Linked DNA regions of Zea mays: region 1 is linked to region 2. A link is a contact called in public Hi-C data. All regions are on one chromosome and are shown on one strand. Each heading gives the region's core, a stretch centred on a gene start, on an enhancer-like site or on the middle of the called end of the contact. The rest is flanking DNA. Distances are from core to core; before and after follow the strand shown.

The links. Hi-C and Micro-C count contacts between places; a contact is called where the count stands out from the background.
Region 1: a contact with region 2 is called in a Hi-C map of endosperm, with 2.4 times the contacts expected there. The contact joins the promoter of LOC100281794 here to the promoter of LOC100383484 in region 2. A contact is called at or near these places in 2 of 25 Hi-C or Micro-C datasets (ear and endosperm).

Annotation. Positions count from the first base shown.
Region 1 is chr6:108,155,494-108,160,637 of Zm-B73-REFERENCE-NAM-5.0, forward strand. It overlaps LOC100281794 (VQ motif family protein), which reads left to right and starts at 2,231. Exons shown (of 1, transcript NM_001154714.2): 1 at 2,231-3,132. The coding sequence starts at 2,333. The coding sequence ends at 2,902.
Region 2 is chr6:107,928,831-107,934,091 of Zm-B73-REFERENCE-NAM-5.0, forward strand. LOC100383484 (putative subtilase family protein) reads right to left here and starts at 2,576. Exons shown (of 11, transcript NM_001176132.1): 1 at 2,372-2,576; 2 at 2,154-2,260; 3 at 1,920-2,017; 4 at 1,571-1,729; 5 at 1,149-1,266; 6 at 540-1,065; 7 at 362-456; 8 at 32-274. The coding sequence starts at 2,461. LOC111589529 (a long non-coding RNA gene) reads left to right here. Exons shown (of 2, transcript XR_002748570.2): 2 at 1,620-3,073.

The DNA.
Region 1 (5,144 bases), core at 981-3,480, 230 kb after region 2:
TCTCCTTTGTCTACATTTTGTTACCTCTCATTTACACCACTTACATTGGTTTAAAGATTTCAATTGGTCAAGTACTTTCGCATATCCCTCCCTCCAAAATTAAGATGTTGGATATGCGTCACAGTTGACAGTCCTACCTTTTAGTAGCTCCAAATATCAAATGCAGGTCCCAACTATGTGTCCAGAAGGGGTCTTAATTAGGCTGCCTCCAACATGCGGCAGCTAAAAGAAGCAGGCATTCAGCATGTTGACTGACATAGATGTTTTAGCTGTCCATCTATAATATAACACTTTCCAATGGTATAGCAAAAATAGCTTGTTTCATGCTCACTGACAAGAATGGCCCACCAATTTGCATCAGAGATGTCTGCTCGGTTCCTGCCCAGCCATAATAGCTTTTCTCTCACCTGCCATAGAATTTGGCTGCTCTGTTTGGCTACTCTGTTGGATGGAAAATACATGATGCTACAGTGAATATGAGTAGCCATAATAGCTTTGCATACGTTTTTAGCTGCTCCGTTGGAGATAGCCTTAGAGTTGTACATTTTTGTATCGTAGTATACGATTGTCTCCACCCAACCACCAGGCAGAAAGGTTAGGTTTAGAAAATTGTACAAGTTGATTTTTTTGGGGTCAATTTCAGAAGTCAACACACAGGGGATGCTAAATAAATCGGCAGTCCTTATCATGAAAGAGAGTTTCTGGAAATTCAGGAGCAGTTGTTTCATGTGTGAACTTGAACTATGAGATGTGGTAGTATGTAATTTAACCATTACGTTGGTACCAACCTATAAAGAAGTCAGGCACGCATGACATGCGGAGAGGTAAATTTTGCAATTTACATTGCATAGTTATCTTTTGGGATGAAGTACGACGAGATTATAAAAGAAGGTTCATGGAAGGTACGTAATAGTTACATGCATGCATCACTAAGGCACATATGATATTTATAAATGCGTCTATTTAACCATTGGAAACCCAAGTTGTTGTCCTTGATGAGTACCAGGGGGTGGCTAACCACTGAATTATCTCCTAATAAATTGTCAAACGAGACGCATTAATAAAGTTAGAAATTTTCTATTGGCTGGACCCAAGCCCATGAACTGAGTTTTTTTTTTAAAAAAAATGTGCAATTTATCAACCATCATGATCTCAAGCTGCGATGTGTCATGCAATGAGCATCAGCAAGTGCACTCTACACCTTAACGTTCCGTACATGGAGATTATTTACTTTTGAACGTAATGGCAAGAGCTTTATCTTTCAATTAAAAAGAGGAATATAATTGAGTGAGTTTTTTTTATAAAAAAGTCGGACCCGAAACCTACACAGAGTGCACAAACCACTTAGACAACAGTAGCCCCAACACAAAGTCGATCTAAAGTCATCGTTGTCGGACTCAATACAAGGGACGAGCAGCTCTAACTCCAAAAGACAGGCCACACATGGTCAAAGGAACTTAACGACGCATATACCCAAAATCCGACACAAGAGGAAGACTGCGGTGCGCCGTCGTTGCCAAACCTCAACACCTCACACGAGGCAGCTCCAATTCTTGACCAACGAGCATGATCCTTCGCCCCGCCTCTAGTATTTGCCCAACATCCAAAACAATTCGAGCTACGAAGAAGGGGGTTTCGCCTCAAGTCATCGTTGCCGAGCCACATCCGCTGACGTAGCAGCTTCGACTTCATGTTGCAAAATGCAGAACCCCGTCTTCACCTGCATACCAGACGCCGAGAAGCGAAAGCAATGATCGAAGGTGACGTTGAGGCCGAGACGAACTTCAATAGCGATGCCTTGAAGGAGGGGGAGTGAACTTCAATAGCGATGCCTTGTATGCTGGGCTAGCTGATACATGTGTGCTTGACCCAACTGTAAACTCATAATTAAGGCCAAGGGTTACATCGTCTAAACATGTGAGGTACTAAATAGCAAGTTGGTGATACTTGGACAGGGATAGATGCAGCCCTTCTGAATCCCGATCCTTCCTACTGGTTTCCCCCCAAATCCACACAGGCAGGTGCAGCCGTGCAGGCAACCCCTCCAAACCACTTTCCACTAGGCCGGCTGCTGCGCCTGTTTCCAGTCGTCCCCATCAAGCAAGTAGACCTACTTGTCCCAAAAGGACATGGAAGCTGATCAGTGTGTACTATATGCAGGCACTAATTGCAAAAGGGCACGACGATCTACCTTATATAAACAACAACCAAGCTCATCCTACTACACCAAAACCACAGCATCACCATCGTCCTCTTCTCTGCACCCGCTTCCCTGTTGGTTGTGCCGCTGCTACCTAGCTTGTCTCCACCCACACCCGCACCGCGCACATCAATGGGGGAGCACAACAACGATGGGGTGAGCAGCACATCAACCATGAGGACGGCACGCCCTCGGACGCCGACGATGCTGCCGCCGACGCGGCCCAAGATAAAGATCATCCACATCATCGCGCCGGAGATCATCAAGACCGACGTCGCCCACTTCCGGGACCTCGTGCAGCGGCTCACCGGCAAGGCTGCCTTCTGCGCCGCCACCGACGTCGTCACATCGACGCCGCCGGTAGGTGAGGACGATGAGACGGAGACGTCCAAGAAGAGGCCGAGGCCGGCACTGGCTCCGGTGGCCAACGACGAGAAGAGCGGTTTTACGGTGCAAGTGCAAGAAGAGACGGCGACCAAGAAGAGGAAGATCAAGTGCGAGGTGAAGGTGGAGGAAGGAGGCTTCGGTGGTTATGAGCTCGGCCGTAGCAACCTGTGGATGGACCTCAGCACGGGAGGAGGGTTCTTGAGCTTCCTGGAGGAGGACGAAGGCGTCTTCCAAGGCCTGGCTGCTGACATTGACTTCTTGCAGCCTTTTGGCTCGTCCAGGATGGACTTTGTTGGTGAAATGTACGCGTCTTGACAACAATTCCTAGGTCTAGAGCTTGAGGGATTTTTTTTTTTGGTGCGCCGTGAGTTGGTCGAGAGACTTGGACAGATTGGTCATCTGGGTGCTTATATTTCAGACAGTGAAGCGAATGTAAGCACCCAGATGACCAATCTAAGGGGGAAGAAACCAGGAGTGCAATGCCAATAGTGAATTATATGTGTGTAAGGGCCACTGGTGAAATCATATATAGTAAGATTGATCAATCTGGGGGCAGCTGGTCTCGCAATCCAAATGTGAGATGTGGACATGCAGCCAGAGAAAACTCTGATTAAATGCTGCCAAGGACATGAACAAACAGGTGGCTATGAATGTGTGAAAGTGCCAGACAATAATTTCTTTGATTGATGGGAATATGGTTTTTTATACCAACCCTCTCTCTCTATGTCAAGTCTCTTGCTCGTCTGGCTGGATCTATGTCAAGTCTCTTGCTCGTCTGGCTGGATTGGTGTTGTGCTTACAATATGCTGTGGTGTGTAAGTAGATAGGCTGGCAGAAAACGACTCTTGCATAAGATAATTAACAGGGCCCCTATCTAGCTAGGCACTAGGTTTGGCAGTTTAATAAGTGCTTGATGTTCTGCTAATACCCTAAACAAGAACCAGTTTATTTGTGTTCTTTTATTCAGCAAACACGTTATATGCGAGTAGAAAAGCCCTCCGATCCTAGCTAGAATGGTCCTTAAGGTCTTGTTCGTTTATGTCAGATTGCACCCGGAATCGTTCCAGCTAATCAAAGTTTATATAAATTAGAGAAACAATCTGGTTAGAAATTGTTTCGACACACCAATCCCAAACAACCGAACGGTACCTAATTAGTTTCCATTCAGCTCCATGCCAAACAATGAACATAAACTCTGGGAAAAAATATATCTTGGTTCTTTTATGACACATCATCTCCCTAGAAAAAGATCCTAGGGATGTCATCTGCAAGCTTCGAGGTTCGACTTCACTTTCTGCCCCTTGGAAAAAATTGCTTTCAGCATTAAACTAGTAAATGAGTGCTTGACTTGCCTCTCTGAAAGCGTCGCATCCATCGCCTCTCCGAGAGTAAGATGTTGGATATCCATCACAGTCGTCCTACCTTTTAGTACCTCCAAATATCAAATGCAGGTCTCAACTATATATGTGTCCAAAAGGGGTCTTTTAGAGTGGTACTTTTCTTTGTTTTGTAGTATACAAGTGTCTCCACCCAACCACCGGACAGAAAGGTTAGCTTTAGAAAATTGTACAAGTGGCTTCTTTTTAGTCGATTTCAGAAGTCAACACACACACGCACACAGGATGCTAAATAAATCACTTGTCCTCACCATGAAAGAGAGTTTCTTGAAATTCAGGCACGGGATAGATGCAGCCCTTCTGAATCCTGATCCTTCCTCCTGGTTTCCCCCAACCAAATCCACACAGGCAGGTGCAGTGCAGGCAACCCTTCAAAACCACTTTCCACTAGGGCGGCTGCTGCGCCTGTTTTCAGTATCTCTCCAGTCCCCATCAAGCAAGTAGACCTAGTACTTGTCCCAACTCCCAAGAAGAAATGGAAGCTGATCACTGTTCTAAAAGATCAGTGCACTATATGCAGGGGCACGTGGCTTAGATGGTCTCCAACAGCTATCCTATACCATCTGTTGTAAATGAATGCGACACAAATAGGATCAATCACAGAGAAGACACGGATTTAACGTGGAAAACCCCTCCAAAGTGAAGGGGAAAAAAACCACGGGCGCCGGCAGGCAACTTCTCACTATTTTCGGGTGGTTACTGATCGCAGGAGATTTACAATTGAGATAGATATCTCCTGCGGCTTACAAAGATATTTATAGAGGTGAAACCCTAAAACGCGGCCCAAGCCTCCCGGCGACGGGCCTCCGCTTCGCTCGCCAACTTGGCCGCCTTCTTCAGAATTTGGATCACAAACTCAACAAACTCCACCTTGAGACAAATTCCTTGTAGCATCATAATAGCAACCTCCACCTTAAACAAATGCATCATTATCTTGCCGGCGCCAACAGCCACTAAGGGCTAATTTATAATACCAACTAAGTTTGAGCATAGCTCAAACTTAGCAACAGAAACATGCTTCGTCATCATATCAGCTGGATTATTATCAGTACTGATCTTGCATACCTTCACCAACCCTTTTTCAATGATATCACGAATGAAGTGATAACGGATATCAATATGTTTGGATTTCTCAGTAATCATCTGATCTTTGGTGAGAT
Region 2 (5,261 bases), core at 1,326-3,825:
GCTTTCCTATATATAGTAAAGTTCAGACAACCTTGTGCTCTTGACATAAGAAACAATTTTATCACCCATGGCTTTCCCAACAGTTACTCCAGGCACAGCAAAGCGATTAGCGACATGATCCTCCATCTCATCGATGAGGATCATCCCAGCCGCACCAGCTTCCTTCACAACCATGCTCGTCGATAGACGTGACTCGGAGGAGCCTTGGTTACGGCGGCAGATAAGGATCTTTCCCTTGGCCTTGGTCCTGTTCAAAGAGCTATCCAGGCACAAGCTGACACCAAGTCCACAAGAAATTTTCAGTTGGGCTGACAATCCAAATCATGATTATCTTTCGAGATAATAGTTGTTTATTGTTTACCTGGACTGGTAAGGGGTGAAATAGCCTGCGTTGACTTCCGAAGCTGCGATGGTTCTGACGGGAGTTTCCATGCGGTACGTACTCAGGCTCTCACCCTTAATTAAGACCGCATATAATAAGTAGTGTTCCGCATATAAAGACTGGAGGCGTCGTTTTTAAGAGTGGGAAGGGAATTTACCATTACGGAGGTACCGTTTGCCAGGCTGACATACGAAGAGAACGATCTGTCAGTCGTTCCTGCAGCCACCGTGAGCATCCACGGCGCGAGGTTAGTCGCCGAGCCCTGTCTCCCGGCGTTCCCCGCCGAGGAAACGACCAGTATCCCGTTGCTCGTCGCGTGGAACGACCCGATGGATATGGCGTCGCTGAGGTAGTCGCCCTGGGGGTAGTCTGGGCCTAGCGACACAGATATAATGTCGACGCCGTCTCTGATGGCATCGTCGAACGCCGCGAGAATGTCAACATCGTAGCAGCCAGTTTCCCAGCAGGCCTTGTAGGCTGCAATCCTTGCCATGGGGGCTCCTCCCCGCCCTCCTCCGGTGCCCAGACCACCTCCGTAGCTCATGTCCCTGACAAACCTTCCGGCCGCTATCGAGGCAGTGTGGCTGCCATGCCCCGAGCTGTCCCTTGGAGATACGAACTTGATGGCGCCACCCTCTTCTGTTTGGTATCCGCTGAGGTAATATCTGCCTCCTATTACCTTCCTATCGTGCATGTTTGGGGGGTGGCTTTAGAAAATTCCAATGCTGGAATACCGTACCGTGGGTTGGTTTTAGAGCGTGTGTACCTGTTGCAGGTGAAATTTGACGGTGAGTTCGCGTCTCCTCCTTGGCATTGCCCTCTCCATCTTTTGGGAACCGGAGGCATCCCGTGGTCACTGAAACTAGGGGATTCTGGCCAGATTCCTGAGGAGGTAAAAAAAAAACAAAACAAAACAGTTAGCTAGAATTCCATGATTTTGGTTTCTATCGATCCGATGGTATCCTTTTTCGTTTCTGTCCGAACAGTCATTTGATGGCCAAGTCGGTCGAACATGAAAACACAAACATCATGCCTTGTCAGTTTGTAAGCTAGAACACAACTGGAACTAATATGGTGGAAGAGAAGATATATATTCTTTTGGTGTCACATGATCTGACTGAAGAATGCGAGTTCCAGTTTGAACCTAGCTAGCTTAGTATACATGTTACTGCAATTGTACTCCATCACCTGTATCGATGAATCCAACAATGACGTTCTCCTGGTTCTCGGTGGACAGTCCAGGGACCTGACCCTCTGCACTGGTGGACAAGCCCATGAAATCCCAGGAATGGGTGGTGCGCAGTCGCCTCTTTGTGTTTGGGAACACCGAGACGACGCCAGGCATCTCTGAAGAAATTGAAGACGCGCATCAGAATTATTAGGCGCCTTTTTGGCATCACAGCTAGCTAGACTCATTTAGGGGCCGTCTGTTTGGGAAATGAAACCCGTATAATCTACTCAGACTATGATGTAATCTAACTTGTTTTGGACCAAGATTAAATTCTAAAAGAGTAGCCTGTGTTGTGAAACTAATTACCGGCTAATCTGATGGCCTGCTTTTCGTTCAGTTTGGCCGCGAAGCCCTGGAAGCCGGCGCTGTAAGTGTAGACGTGTGATGCCTGCGCCTTCTCCGAGCTGCGGAGAGGAAGCGTCCGACTCAAGATATATATATACTGCTGCATGGAAACGGCACTGGGAGGTGGGAGCTAGCTAGCTAAGCCTAGGAGGGGTTATGGAGGAAGGAATTCAAATTAACGAGTCTGCTGTGGACCTGCCGTCGTGAACAGCCGTCAGCATCTGGCGGTGCAGCCCGGCGTGTCGTCGTCGACGGGGTGCCCTGTCGCCCTGCGGCGCTTTGCCCATGTAGACCACGTACACCTGAAGGAAGAGTTGGCATCATCCATCCATTTGCTAGCTACTACAGAAGTGCAGCTGACCACCACCGTGGAGATATAATATAAGCATATCGGCGTGCGTTGGAGTAGGCACCTGAGAGGCAGAGCAGCGGCGAAGGTCGTCGCCCAGTAGCGCCAGGGACAGCGCGAGGAAGAACATGGCTGTGCGTGGAGAAGAAGCCATGGCAGACACGGTCGGACACCAGCTAGCGCAGATACAGCGGGTTTGGATGGATTGGCAAGCGTGTACCGACGAGTACGAGAGACCTAGACACCCCACCAGCTGCTGTATATGTATGTATGTATGAGACTGAGACTGAGACTGAGACTGAGAGCTAGCAGCAGCCAGCAGCTTCCTGAAACCGCTGCCAAGTTTACTGGAGCAGAGAGCCTGCGCACTGACCGGAATCCCGGTTTGTTTGTGTGGCCGTTATTCCTGCGCTTTTCTTCGTCGGCCGAGATGGCAACAAGAGTACATAAATAAATGCGGACAAAGATGTCATGATGCGGTATGGGAGCCAAGGAGGGTCGGCTAGTGAGAGCAGACAAACAGGGCATCCGATCTTTGGAGATATACAAGGAACATGCATGTAGATTGTAGGGTGGCTGCTTGCTTTCGTGGACATACCTGTGTGTGTCATGTATGCAGATATGAGGTATAATAGGTGTATTTATTTCTTATTATTGTCGTAGATCGGTGTGCCACCTGCCATCGTGTGTCTATAGTCTATATATCTATCTATATATATAGATAGAGAGAGAAAGAATAAAGTGATACAAGGAGTATATATCTTTCTGTCAGAGCTGGATCTGTTTTCCCATCCTGCTCTTTTGCAACAGTAACTAAATTATTACTGCTACATCTATTTTATCCTGTGTGTACACGTCTTGTCAAGTGATAACGTGTACAGTATACAATAACACATTCTACATGCTGAGGGTCACGGTTCCTTTCCGTAAAGGCAGTGCGAGGGTTATATTCTTCTTCTTGTTAAAAATAATAATAAAAAAGAGAGGGTGATATCGTTCTGGAGGAACACAGTGCAGTGCAGCATCAGTTCCTTTTCCAGAGCCGCCGTTTTTACCCGTGACCTCGTGCCTCCGCGGCGCGTCCTCATCCGTCCAAACGGCACTGCACCTGCACGCGTTCCGTTGCTGCACGGTATGAGCTAGTGGAGTTCATACCGTTGGTGAGACATATCCTTGAGTCTTTTAGCTAGTAAAGCTAACGTACGCCATGTGCGCGGCATAGTTTGACGCAAGCTCGAGTGTATATATATAACCCAATGCCAGTAGTAGGGTTAATAGTAGAACGCACAAGAGGCGACGCATAGTTTTAAGCTCGTTGGCGGCGGCTTTTGTACCTTTTTTTCATAAAGAAAAAATTCTTTTAACTACGGGCCTGCTTTTATGCTCCCTTGTCCTAGTGCTTAATCCATAACTGCTTAACATAATCGTCTTTCGACCGTAGCCTCGACCGTTGTTTTCTCTTTCTCGCATAGTCGTAGGTGCGAGCTCCGCGCCAAGTATTTGCTTATTTCTTTTATGTCAATGAACATGGTGAGATTATTTATGATACGATATTTCCCTTTTGATTATGATGATGATACTGTGACATTTAAGGGGACTCGAGCGGTTTCTCGAGTGCCTCTCCGTAAGTACTGGTTCGTTGGATGATCACCCAGGAAAACAGTACAACCATGAGGGTGGTATGTGACGCCCTTAGCTGAATAATTTGAGAAACCGAGATGTAGTTCGCTTCGTCGTCGTGCCGTCAATGGGGCTCGGTGTATGCGGCTCGCTCTGCCGAGGGTGGTTTACCCATTGGGGAGGAGTGTCGTACATTTAGGAAATCTAACGGGCGACTACAGCCTCAGGGAATCTTTGTAAAGGTTACATAGTGAAACCTTGCCGATTCACCTTGGTAGTGTTTAAGGGTTTGATCGGTCCGAGGCAAAAAAGGAATCACGACTCGTGGGTAAAGTGTGCAACCTCTGCAGAGTGTTATAAAACTGATATATCAGCCGTGCTCGCGGTTATGAGCGGCATTGGGAGCTCCACTGATTAGAGACACATTGAATCAGAGATACTTTGTTTATAGATGATGATGAGGATAATCATTGTTCTTATGATTATGATTATGATTTCTGGTATTCTTTCTGTTTGAAAGGAGTACTTTTGGGTTAACAACTTGGGTTAATGCTAAAATATGGCTCTCTACTAGTAATAATTACCTGACCAACTAAAAGCAACTGCTCGATCTTAACCCCACATAAAGCTAGTCCACTACAGCCAAACGGGACAATTGCTGAGTATGTTGACGTGTACTCACCCTTGCTTTACACACCAAACCCCCAGGTTCTCCATATTGCAACTACTGCTCAGGAGAAGATGAAGTCGTGGTGGAGGATTTCCAGGAGTTCCAAGAGTACGATGAGTTCTAGGCGTGGATTAGCGGTAAACCCCCAGTCGGCTGCCTGTGAAGGCCGTGTTTAGCTACGTTTCGTTTTTGCACTTTGATATATGTTAATGACTATGTGGATGTCTCGGACATCATGATGTAATAAACTATTACCCTCTTTTATGTTATTATTTGAGCACTGTGTGATGATGTTCGGTTATGTAACTGCTGTGTACGTGAATTGCTGATCCTGACACGTACATGGTTTGCATTCGGTTTGCCTTCTAAAACCGGGTGTGACATGTTTGCCCCTTGGGGAGGAGTGCGGTACATTTAGAAAACCTAACGGGCGACTACAACTTCAGGAAATCTTTGTAAAGGCTACATAGTGAAACCTTCCCTATTCACCTTGGTAGTGTTTAAGGGTTTGATCGGCCCGAGGCAAAAAAGAATCACAACTCATGAGTAAAGTGTGCAACCTCTACAGAGTGTTATGAAACTGATATATCAGTCGTGCTCACGGTTATGAGCGGCCTTGGGAGCTCCATTGATTAGAGATACTATGATTACAGATGATGAGGAG